2 separate regions of the Gossypium hirsutum genome follow, and region 1 is linked to region 2. Evidence: chromatin contacts called from public Hi-C data. All regions are on one chromosome and are shown on one strand. The core of a region is the stretch at or near the end of the contact, and the rest is flanking DNA. Distances in the headings are between cores, read along the strand shown. Region 1 holds the start of LOC107901425 (probable L-ascorbate peroxidase 6, chloroplastic/mitochondrial). Region 2 holds the start of LOC107901421 (protein transport protein Sec24-like At4g32640).

Region 1 (5,995 bases), core at 2,490-4,989, 130 kb after region 2:
CTTTTTACTAATTAAACTTTTTCTTTTTCATTAAAGTGATAAACATTAAACACGCAACTATCCATTACAAACAAACCTCTGGAGGATCAAATTTGGCCCCAAGGTTGCTAAGTTTGGCATGTGCCTCTGCATAATCCTTGAATAATGTCTCTTGATCTTCAGCGTATTTCTCAGCATATACCTGCAAATTGTGTACTGTTTAGCCAAGCCTACGATTATATTTCTTACCGGTTAAGATTGAACTCAGTATATTTACCTTGAAAGAGGGATCTTCAAAAAGAACAGCATCAGTTGGCAACACAAGCAAATCTTCATCCCTTTTTGCTTTAATGTCCTGTACGGATACAAGAGAGTCTAACACTTTTGAATCTCCTCTTACTCAAGAAGAGAAACTGATTTCAAGTTCAAACCTTGAAGTATGAATTGTCAAACTTCAACCATTGCACTGTCCAAGACTGTCCTCCTGGTGTTCCTGGCCCATCTTTCTGTTATTCAAGGAGGAAAATCCAATTTAAGTCCTTCATCGCAGTTATTGGTATACTCGTAACTACTAGAACCACCACCATTCCTGTTCCACTTAGGGAAGCATATCTTTGAAGACATTAACATATGATATGACTGGCAAACTATGCAACCCCGAACATTTTGCTTACTAAATTCAAGAAAATATGGATAGCTATCTGAGGTTGAGTTAGTGGAACCAAATTCATTTTGTTTGAACACTCTCTTAGCCACCGAATTTTCATTCTTTCGAGGATTCATTGTCATGATAAGCTTTTAAAGTAAGTTCAAATTTCTTTGTCCTGGCTCACCTCTAGAAAGTCCGATAGTTAAATTTTAAGGGTAATCTAAATAGGAAAGAACGGTCATTCTAGAACCATATGATTCAGCATGAAAAACAACCAAGATAGCATAAGTAGTAACTTAGATCTGATAGAAGAGGCGTTTCTTTCTCATACGTTCTGTTCTTACGAAATATTGACCTCATGTGTTTGTTACTGATCATATCTATTGACGGGTTTGGCATCAAGAACTACAAGAGGTTGACAGGCCAGTTCTTAGTCAAGGTTCCGATTTGATCAAATATTTGGAGGCAGTCCCCCGTATTTATCCTATTGAAGCCAATGCATCTAGGATAAGGGGACTGCTTCTCTGAGGAATATTAATTTGCTAAATAATGGCACATTGTATCTTCTATGGTAAGTACAATAAACTATAACGGTAAGCATTTGCCCCAAAAATTTCTAGCCTCGATCAAGAATCAGAAATGATAAATAAACGACTGAAGTTACTGAGACAAAGATTTTTCCTATCCATATCAACACAGGCAGATTAAATACCGTATACTTGGTTTCTGGTTTACCCCAACCGCTACGTTCTGGTCTGGACCTCCCAAGAGTGTGTGCACCAGATAATGCAACAATTTCCTACATGTCAGAAGGTCAGATGATTAAGATCATTGTTCCATCATAACAAAGATTTTTACAATGAAGTTTACCTTGTCATTTAATCCCATTCGGTAGAAAACCTCTCGTAGATGATCAGCAGGTGAAGGTGGTCCAGCATCTAAGCAACAGAGAAACGCTATAAGGTTAGTGGTCTCTAGACATAAGCATAAGCGAATGCATTGGTACCTATGAGGGAAAAAGGAGGCATAAGCAATGCCCAAATTATGCTAATAGTCTGAAGTCTAAACAACCTAGAAGCATGAAGTGTGCAAACGTAAGGCAACAAAAAGCTATGTTAATAATATTCTAGGTTCGTAGGTGAACAACTGTCATACAATGACGTCTAAAACATGGTCCACCTGTTTATCTTTAAGAACCTAGTATTACTCTTCTGAAAATTTTAAGGATCCCCATATTCTTATTAATCTATAATAATGTCATTTCAGGTATTTGTTGCTATATGCTGTAGATTAGGGAGCACCTAGTTATATCTCTTCCTTTTCCAGATACAGATAAATAATCTGTTAACCATAACCACTTCACAACAGTGCAGTAAACTTCCCAGAAATTCAGAATTAAATGGACTAAAACAAGACACGTTCAATTCATTGTCCAATCATTCAAGCTAGTTAGCAACCCAACTTGCCAATGGATTATGTGCCTCAAGTTTCCAGTTACATTTCTTAATTTAGGAATCTCCCCACAATTTAAATTGACATGAACAATCATGCACCATTATAAGGTTCACTTGCCAGGTAGCCTGCCCTCCTCAGGACACTCATTAGGACCGGAGACATCCACCCTTCCATATTTCATGGGAATTTTGGGTCCTCCAGCCTCCTGAATTACATGTCGATTCTTAGTAAAACTACAAAATCAATCAAAAAGATATACATTCAAGAGTAACAGCAAGCAAGACCTCAATAGCAGTAGCACTAGCCAACTGGAACAAATCAGCAAAAGTTACATCAGAGTACTTGTCCTTGATAGGCTGAATAAGACTCAATGCATTCACTAGGCCTGAAACAAAAGATTATGAGACAACAGTGCTACCAATTACCAACTAACTAATTACATTGTCTAAGTAGACAAAGAACATGTTACCAGCATTGGCGGCATGTTTTAGCTCTACTTCAAACCTAAGACTTCCATTCGCTCCACCCCTTTGTGGCCATTCCTCAATGTTCTTGTTGTAGGTACCAGCATCATGCCATCCTAGGCGAACCTGAAGTGTATAAAATCAAATTACAAGTATATGAAAATAAACATCGTTTATCCTCGGCTAAAACTAAGTACAATTAAAAGAAAATGATGAATGATCTTGTAAATATGCACACTCACTGACTCTCAGTTTTTCTCTCCTCTTAGCATTGTAATTTGAAATTATTTGTTTTCTTGCTCATGGCTTTACTTTTCTACCAAACATACTCAAAATTCTTCTTTTTTTTTTTTTTTAAACTTCTCCACCTTTCTTTTAAGCCACCCTTAATGCTCTAACTAAACTACTAACAAGTACTTCATTTCTTCAAATATGAAATAAATTTCATTAAATTCCAACATTTATTCGCAATATACCGAGAAATCTTTCTTCGATGCTAAAAACTAAAAGAGCATAGCGACATTATTCCCAAGAAAGAAAGTGCAAGAATTAAGACATTAATACCAGAATAGGATGGCAGAACTGAGAGTTGAGGAGTTGCTTGAGATCTTCTCTAGCACTCTTCAACTGATCAGAATTCGAAGCTGCACATTTCGGACTTGCAACTGTGCCGAATCCTCTGCTACTCGACACATTAACTGCCGATCTCCTCTATTTTATGAATAAAAAACAAAATTAACTAAAAAGAATAAGAACATTTATATAAAAAAAAAAGAAGAAAGAAAGAACTAGGGAATATGAAAGGAGGAATTAACCTGGTGGGGAGAGAAATGAGAAGATAGAGGAGAGAAAGCGAAGGGCTTAAAAGAGGAAGAGAAAGAAAGGAGAGAAAAAGAGGAGGGGGGATGGAGAGAAAGTCGAACTCCGGGGGAGGAAGATGCTGAGATTCGAGAAGAGGCGGTGTTGCCTAGAGACGAAGTCATTGGCCGACGGAAGCTTCGGCGTTTGAGGAGGTTGTGCGCGACGGCGAACGACAGTTAGGAGCTTTTCAGTAATAGTTTTCACTTTCAGCTGAGCTGTGATAATGGCTGCGCCATTTGGCTCTCCATTTTGTCTCCAATTGTTTTGGATTAAGAAGTCGTTATTTTGGACCAATGGCAAGCCCCCAAATCCAAAAAAATAAATTGTTGTCCAAACGGTTTTGGTAACATCCGATGCATTAAAAACTATGGAAAACTACATCCAAGTCATTAAACTATTAGTGAATTTATGTTTTAGTTACTTAACTTTAAAATGTTACAAAATAGTCATTAAATTATCCAAAAGTTTCATTTAAGTCATTAAACTGTTAAAATCATTGTTGCATGACTTTTTATGTTCGCATGACTTACTTTAATAAAAAACGCCCATTCCCTTTCTCTTCTCTAGTTTAATTTTTTTCATAAAATAAATTTGAAAGTTACGAATCTATAAACCAAAATCTAAACAGCTTTATTATCCAATCTCCGACACTGATCATCAAATCAACTTGGATCTAAAGTATGTTCTACTCGTCGATGGGCGTCAATCCATTGTACCAATCATCAAATTGTTGTTTGGAGCTCGCTAACCGAATTTTTTTTAAAAAAAACTTATCAGCCCAGTTACTTAAATAAAATTTTTGGAATAGTTCAATGATTAAAATGAAAATTTTCGAATAATATAGTGACCATTTTATAAATTTTTGAAGCTGAGTGGCCAAAACGTTAAAGGGTAATGACAAAAATTTCATATCAACTATTTTTTTGATATTATACCTAAAATTACTCATAACCTCTCTCCAATCCATAAATAGAGGACAATGTACTTTAGCGTAATCAAACTCACATCCTCCTATATTGGTAACAATGTCCATGCCAATTAAACTAAGATTCAATGAACTATTTTTCTTATAAATTTAAATTTATCAATTTCATTTTTAATTTTTTTCGTTTCTTTTTTTATTTTTCTTCTAAATTTAAATTAAAATTTTCCAAGACCCCACCTTTTTATTTTAAAGCTAAAAAAAATTCAATCAAGTTTATCTCCTTCCTAATTAAAAATTTTATTCAAATATAAATAGAATTAAAATAAAATATGAGATTCCTAATATTCCCATTTTTTATTTTCAGAATCGTGTTCGTCTCTCCTCCTATGATACAAAACAACGAATGTAGTGAAAAACTATGATATTGAAAATCATGCTAACAAGGATATTCAATACAGTTCAACATATCACACAAATAAACAACAGATTACATAATTCGCTCAAGGCCCTCAATTTTTTTTCAAAAAAAAAGAAATTAAGCGATTGTTTTTTTTGCACTCAATTGAGTACTTGAACTTTCAAAATGCATATAAAAAGCTCTCAAACTTTTTTAAAAAAAAGTAATTAAGCCCCTATTTTTTTTTACACTCAATTGGGTACTTGAATTGTCAAATGCATCCAAAATGTCATTTGTCCATTAATTTTAACAGTCGACCGTTAAAATTAACTGCCCCTCATTTTTTTCAATTAATGTCATCTTGTGTCACAACCATGGCGTGACATATGGCAAAAAAATATATAAAATAAAATCAATAAAAGTTATACAAATTATTAAATTTTAATAAAAAATATTTAAAAATTAGAAAAATTGTAAAATTTTATAAAAGTCATAAAAAATTATAAAATGCATCTAAAAGGCCCTTGAACCATTAACTTTAATCGCTGACTATTAAAGTGAATGAACCCCAATTTTTTCTAGTTGAAGTCATTATGTGTCGTAGCACAATGTGACATGTGACAAAAAATGATAAAAAATAAAAATCAATAAAGTTATAGAAAAATTATAAAATGCTTCTTTTAGTACGATAATTTTTATAATTTTTTTTACGAATTTTACATTTCTTTACGTTTTTTTATAATTTTCTTACGACTTTATAAAATTTTATATTTTTTTCTATATTTCTATATATTTTATAATTTTTATGATTTTTATAAAATTTTACAATTTTTTATAATTTTTTTCTAATTTTTAATTTTTAATATTTTTTATTAAAATTTAATCATTTTTATAAATTTTATTGATTTTTTATTTTTTATCATTTTTTGCCACATGTCACACTATGGTTGTAACACATGATGGCTTTAATTGAAAAAAATTAGGGTCGGTTCAAGTATTCAATGGAGTGCAAAAAAAAAAGAGCAAGGGTTTAATTACTTTTTTGAAAAAGTTTGAGAGCCTTTTTGATGCATTCTAAAAATTCAAGACCCAATTGAGTGCAAAAAAAAAAAGCAAGGGCTTAACTACTATTTTTTAAAAAAGTTTAAGGGTCTTTTTGATGCATTGTGAAAGTTCAAGTACCCAAGTGAATGAAAAAAAGTAGGGACTTGATTGTTTTTTTTTTAATTAGAGGATTTTTTACACCTTTAAGCCTACATATTTCC
Region 2 (5,925 bases), core at 481-2,980:
AAATAATAATTAGAAAGAAAAAGTTTGAACAACATAGCTATATAATGTAAAGCAATTTACAAGGCATGAACAATTTAATTGTAAAAAAGTAAACCACATCCATCAATTTTCATTCTTCCATTATAAGTTTACTAAAATCTTTCTTCATTTCTATATTGCTTTAGGTTTTCTTCAGATTAATAGTTACTAATATAATGCCAACAATTCCAAACATCAAAGGTGCACATAAAATTTTAGTTACTAAATGCATTATGAAAAGAAAGGAAATCAAAGACCTTGTACACCTTATATAGATTGCTAAAAGACCAACTCAACAACAATAAAATCAATGATATGCTCTAGTTGTTTACATTTCTTTATGGGAAGAATTCTGAAAGCATAAACTGTAAAGATTGTAGTGCTAACCTGCTGAGGCTGCATCGGCCAAGTCTGTGATCCATAAGGAGAACCTGGAGGTGGTGGTCTAGCTTGAGGCACAGCTGAAAATGGTGATGCTGAAGGCATTGGCTGAACTGGTGGGGAAGTAACAGCCGGACTTCCCAAAACAGAACGCATGGTTGGAGCCTGAGCAGGAGCCCTAGCTGACATCATAGTTGGTGGAGGTCCAACAGGAGGTTGTGAAGCACTTGGAGCAAGAGGAAACAGGGGTGCACCAGGCAAAGCTCCCGAAACAATTGCTGGAGGCCCATTACTCAAAGGACCAGCAGGTGCACTAGAGAGGGGCGCAGCTGGACCAGTTGGACCAGTCAAAGGTGGAGATGACATAAAAACATTCGGGCGAGCACCTGGCATTGGTGGTGCAACTCCACCGCTAGGTGCACCTGAAGATGGGAAACCGCTAGAAGGTAGAACAGCACCACCTGTTGAAGAAGACAGAGAACCAGGAGGAGGTCTAGACCCAAAAGGGGAAGAGTGACCAGGAGGTGGACCAAGGGGTCTCCCTGGGGGTACATTTGCAGGTAAAGCAGATTGCGGTGGTCCAGTAGGAGGCACTGCAGGTCTTCCCATCATACCAGGTGGCGGACCAGGCCGTGCCATTGGCGGCAAGGCACCGGGGAATCCAGCTGAACCTCCAGATTGAGGAAAGGGAGGTTGTTGACCAAAAGGGGAGGGCCTCGGACCAGAATTGGGCATTGAAACTGGCCGATTTAGGTTCAAATTCTGCATGTTATCAGCTAACGAATTGGGATTGGTTTGATAATTAGGATTAACATTTCGTGGAGGTGGTGGTTGTTGTGAATTGGCGCCGGGTCTAGGTGCCCCTGGAGACACAGGAGCTGCCATAATTAATCAGAAACAAATTCTAATCCCCTCTTTCAATAACCGTCTATATATTTTGCAACACGATCAAATCTACACAAACCAAAACAACAAAAACAACAATTCTTCAAAAATTCTAAAAGACACACAGTAATAGTAATCGCAAATTAACATATAAAAGAAACTAAGATCGAATGAAATAAAATTGAGAAGAGTAAAAAAAGGAAATTAAGTACCTGATATCGGAAAGAAAAGGAGAGGTCGGATCTGTGGAAGTAAGGAGATAATTAAGTTTAGATCTGAGAGTAGGGTTTTAGAAGGAGAGATCGGAGAAATTAGGGTTTTTTAGGGAAGTATCGGAGCGATCAGAGGTATGGATCTGGGGAAATGATCGGAGAAGGAGAGAGAGACAGAAAGGCAAATAACGAGAGCGAGAGAGAGAGAGCGACGGTATTTTAACGTTGGGGAAGGAATGGGAGACAAATTTGTAATAAATCTTAATTGTAAAAAAATTATAAAAAAAAGTATAATTAAGGAAACTATTTTATTGGTCTGAGACTGTTGAAAAAACACTGATTACTTTCACAGACTTATAATTAACAGCCATTTGGATTTATTTACTGGTTTTTCCTTTTGTTCCATTTAAAAATAAATAAATATGTGACGATGTACCCTTAGTTCGATTGTAATTGGTATTGTTATCCATACAAAAGGATGTGAGTTCGAATGCGCTGAAGCGCATTATTCTCCTATTAAGAGTTGGGGAGAGGCTATAAATAGTTTTAAGTATTGTATCAAAAAAAACTTATAATAAGATTAATGTTCAAAAATAATAATAAATTTAATTTATCCTATCTTTTTAAACCTTAAAAACATTTTTCTTTTTTCTCCAATTCGTTTTGTGACACCTCTAACTCGTATCCGTCACTGGAATAGGGTTACGGGAATGCTACAGCAAGTTAACAATAATAAACAAGTAAAATCATAATCATTTCAATATAATTTCTTAAATACCATAAAGTAATTGATTTATAAAAATATCTTACATCTACGAGGCTTAAATCAAGCTTTAGGGACTAAAGAATTAATCTTAAAACCTTCAGGGACTAATTTGAAACAAATTAGAAAATTTTAGGAAAATATAAAAAATTTCAAAAACAGGGGACACACGAGACTATGTGGAATGCCCCAGGCCATGTAACTTTCGAAGTTGGGACACATAGTCGTGTCCTAGCCCGTGTCTCTACCCGTGTAACTCACTGAGTTGGGTCACACGGCCGTGTCGCAAGCAGTGTGCCAGTTCGTGCAACTCTCTGACTTGAGACACGTGGTTGTGTCGTAGGCCATGTCGTAGGCCGTGTAACACACTGACTTAAATTACACGGCCGTAGTGGCACACGACTGTGTGGTAACCCATGTCCTAGGCCGTGTGCACCTAAATAAACCTTAAACATCAAGTTTACCATTTCAAGTTTTCTTAGACTCTAAGTAATCCATATACCAACCATTAGGGTAATTCAAAATGCCATTAAACAAGCTCAATTCATGCTAATTCAACCATCTAAAGTGCTTAACCAATTGCACCCTTATTGGTACCACAAGTATACACACTTATACCACAATACAAATCATCAACCAAAACGTACAAATTCACACCACTTAAACTTCTAACCAATATGCCTATCATAGGCATCTCAATTCATAACAATGCAAGATAACTTATTAATCAAACATATGCAATAAATTTGTACCAAAGACATCTTCCTTCATTCACATATATCACAATAAGTTGTCTACTTGCACTTAAGCTCATTCTTTATATATATACATACCAACACAAAAGTAATGACAAAACAAGTCTATTACATGTCATATAATCCAAAACAAACATTCAAAAGCTACGAAATTGGATGGATAATATGACTTGAGTGCTGATCTGATCGTCCAACCTTTAAAAGTGTCTAAAAGAAACATAAATTAACACAAGTAAGCTTATTGAAGCTTAGTAAGTTCGACGTACAGAAATAATAAATCTTACCAAAGTAAATATAACAATTCAATAAAAAATAATTCAATAACAAGTGTTTACTATCATCTACAATGTCAAACCGGTGAATTGCATAATTCAATTCAAAGCTCAAATAATAATTTCTGGGAAAACATATATGTCTACAACAGGTCAATTCAAGATGTCAAATACATTTCATGCCATTCAAAATCATTAAATAAGTTACAATACAACGATTTACGACTTAATGAACGACTTACAGATATGAGTACACAAGTAATCCAACCGAAACACGCCAACTGCTCATAAGAGTTAATCCACCCGATAACACGTCAAATGCTCATAAGAGCTAATCCAACCGATAACACGCCACGACAGTAAGTGCCTAGCCCGCAAGTTATATATCCGCGCCTATAACACGCAAGATCAGGATAGTATAACACGAGAGTTCGCAACAAATGTTGAACTTCGGTATACTTAGGAAAAATATATAAAGCTCTCTACATCAATCTCCACTTCAACCTCACATAACACGCCATCATTCAGTTGTACTCTATCTCGCGTTCATCCGGCCCAAGTATCGATATCAACAACATTTTCCTAAACAACTTACATCATCAATAGAATAATTTATATCCACTATTTCATATTATGTCATCATACAATTCATTAAGATATTAAATTACAACCCGTACGAACTTACCTAGGCTGAGTTGTAATAGTTGCAGCAGTTCATGAACTATTCCGCAATTTTCCCTTTTCCACGTAAATCAATAGGATCTTGTTCTAAAATATAAAATTCTCAATTATTAGCTTACATTTCATATTCCAATTTATTCTACATTTTATACCCTTTTATTTTTCAAAATTATACAATTGTCCTAACTTTTACAAGTTTTGTAATTTAATCCTTTAACCCCCAAAATTATCAAATTAACCATTTTCTCAAGTCAAAATTTACAAAAGAATATTCAAGACTTCTAAACAGTCCACAAAACACCTCTTATTCACCAATAAACCTTGAAATTTTGACATTTTAACAATTTAATCCTTAAATCAAAATCTAATAAAAATCACTTCACAAAACAACCAAATACCACAATCAAAGCTTCAAACACATAATTGTCATAAAAAATATTCAAGATTCATCAATAGAAACTTCTAAAATTTTTAATAGATTCAAAAACGGAGGTAGAGCTAGCTGGACTTAGTTGCAATGATCTCAAAAATATAAAAATTACAAGAAACAGGTATCAATTTCACTTACATGCAAGGTATTGAACTTGTTCAATTATCCAAGCTATGCTTTCATGGTTTTTCGGCAAAAGATGAAGAAAAATGAAGAAGAAATGTCTATTTCTTTCAATTTATTTTATTTAATTTTGATTTATTTACAATTTTGCCATTAAACACATATTATTTTATCATTTTCATTCCAATTGCTGTCTAACACTATTAACTAAGGCTAATTACTACTAGGTCCTTCCTCATATAGTAATTAAGCTATTTGATCATCTAAATGCAATAATTACTAAGTTTTGCATCTTTTTCAATTTAGTCCTTTTTCTTTAATTAGTTACCTAAACGTTAGAATTTCTTAATCAAATTTTAATATGATCCTACATGATGGAAATTTATGGTCTCGAAACCACTGTTCCATCACCACTAAAAAATGGGTTGTTACACGTTTATTTGTTATCTTTTATTTTGCTCAGCGGCGGTGCCAGCCTCCGGGCTGGCTATCATCTATTTTTTCCCCTCCCACCAACTCTTTCTTTCTTTCTTATTCTCATTCATTCCACATGTCTTCTCTTTTTTTCAATTTACAGATCTATTTTGTTGGTATCTTTGTTGTCTTTACAAGTTATGATGGATAGATGACGATGCTTGTTGTTCGCTAAAACTCCACCGGTCACCAGTAGTTTTTTTTGAAAGTGGGTGGCTCTTCATCAGTTTCTTAATTTGTTTCTGTTTTAAGAATATTTCAGAATAATAAATGATTTCACGAGTCGAATTGGGCTCATGTTGTCTTAAGTTTTATACTTTTTTTGTTTGTTTTTCCATTATTTAATAGGTTTTCAGTTTTAGAAGTTTTTGTCTGCTCTTGTAGCATAATTTTTAGTCTTGCTTATGCATGTAATCTTAGTTTTACAAGTGATTTTAGGGATGGTTTTTTTCGTCCTCTATAGTTTGGTGAATATTCGATTCTTTTATCGATTTTTGCGCGTCGCTTTGGACCATCCGGGGCTGATTTTCTTATCGTGTTAAGTGCTTACAATCATTCCAGATATGCCGTACTTGAATTGTGACAAAGCCAATTGTCAATGTGTCAAAATGTTCTATTCATGTTGAGGCTAAAGCTTTTGTTGTGTTGGTGGAGTTTGTCCTTCCCCATCTACAACGAGAGTTTGTTATTTTCTTTCCTCTACTTTTTATGGTTCCATTAAATTAATAAATTTACCTTTCAAAATAATAATAAATAAATAAATAAATTTGTTGCATAATTTACATTATGTTGGATCGGGTGAAATACCCTCATTCATTATAGCTATAGGTATTCGTGGCAGGTGGATTTATTATTCAGGTTTATGCAAGATATTAATATATTTTATATTTATTCAAGTCCAACTCGGTTTAAATTATGGTCTAAAATTTTA

Evidence for each region. A called contact is a pair of places that touch in the nucleus more often than the background predicts.
Region 1: a Hi-C map of leaf shows a contact between it and region 2, with 2.0 times the contacts expected there. The contact joins the promoter of LOC107901425 here to the promoter of LOC107901421 in region 2. A contact is called at or near these places in 2 of 34 Hi-C or Micro-C datasets (leaf and petal).

Annotation. Positions count from the first base shown.
Region 1 is chrD06:6,763,998-6,769,992 of Gossypium_hirsutum_v2.1, forward strand. It overlaps LOC107901425 (probable L-ascorbate peroxidase 6, chloroplastic/mitochondrial), which reads right to left and starts at 3,740. Exons shown (of 12, transcript XM_016827431.2): 1 at 3,363-3,740; 2 at 3,112-3,258; 3 at 2,553-2,673; 4 at 2,368-2,468; 5 at 2,201-2,288; 6 at 1,499-1,566; 7 at 1,341-1,427; 8 at 411-485; 9 at 257-334; 10 at 77-181. The coding sequence starts at 3,530.
Region 2 is chrD06:6,631,288-6,637,212 of Gossypium_hirsutum_v2.1, forward strand. LOC107901421 (protein transport protein Sec24-like At4g32640) reads right to left here and starts at 1,731. Exons shown (of 25, transcript XM_016827427.2): 1 at 1,497-1,731; 2 at 406-1,353. The coding sequence starts at 1,284.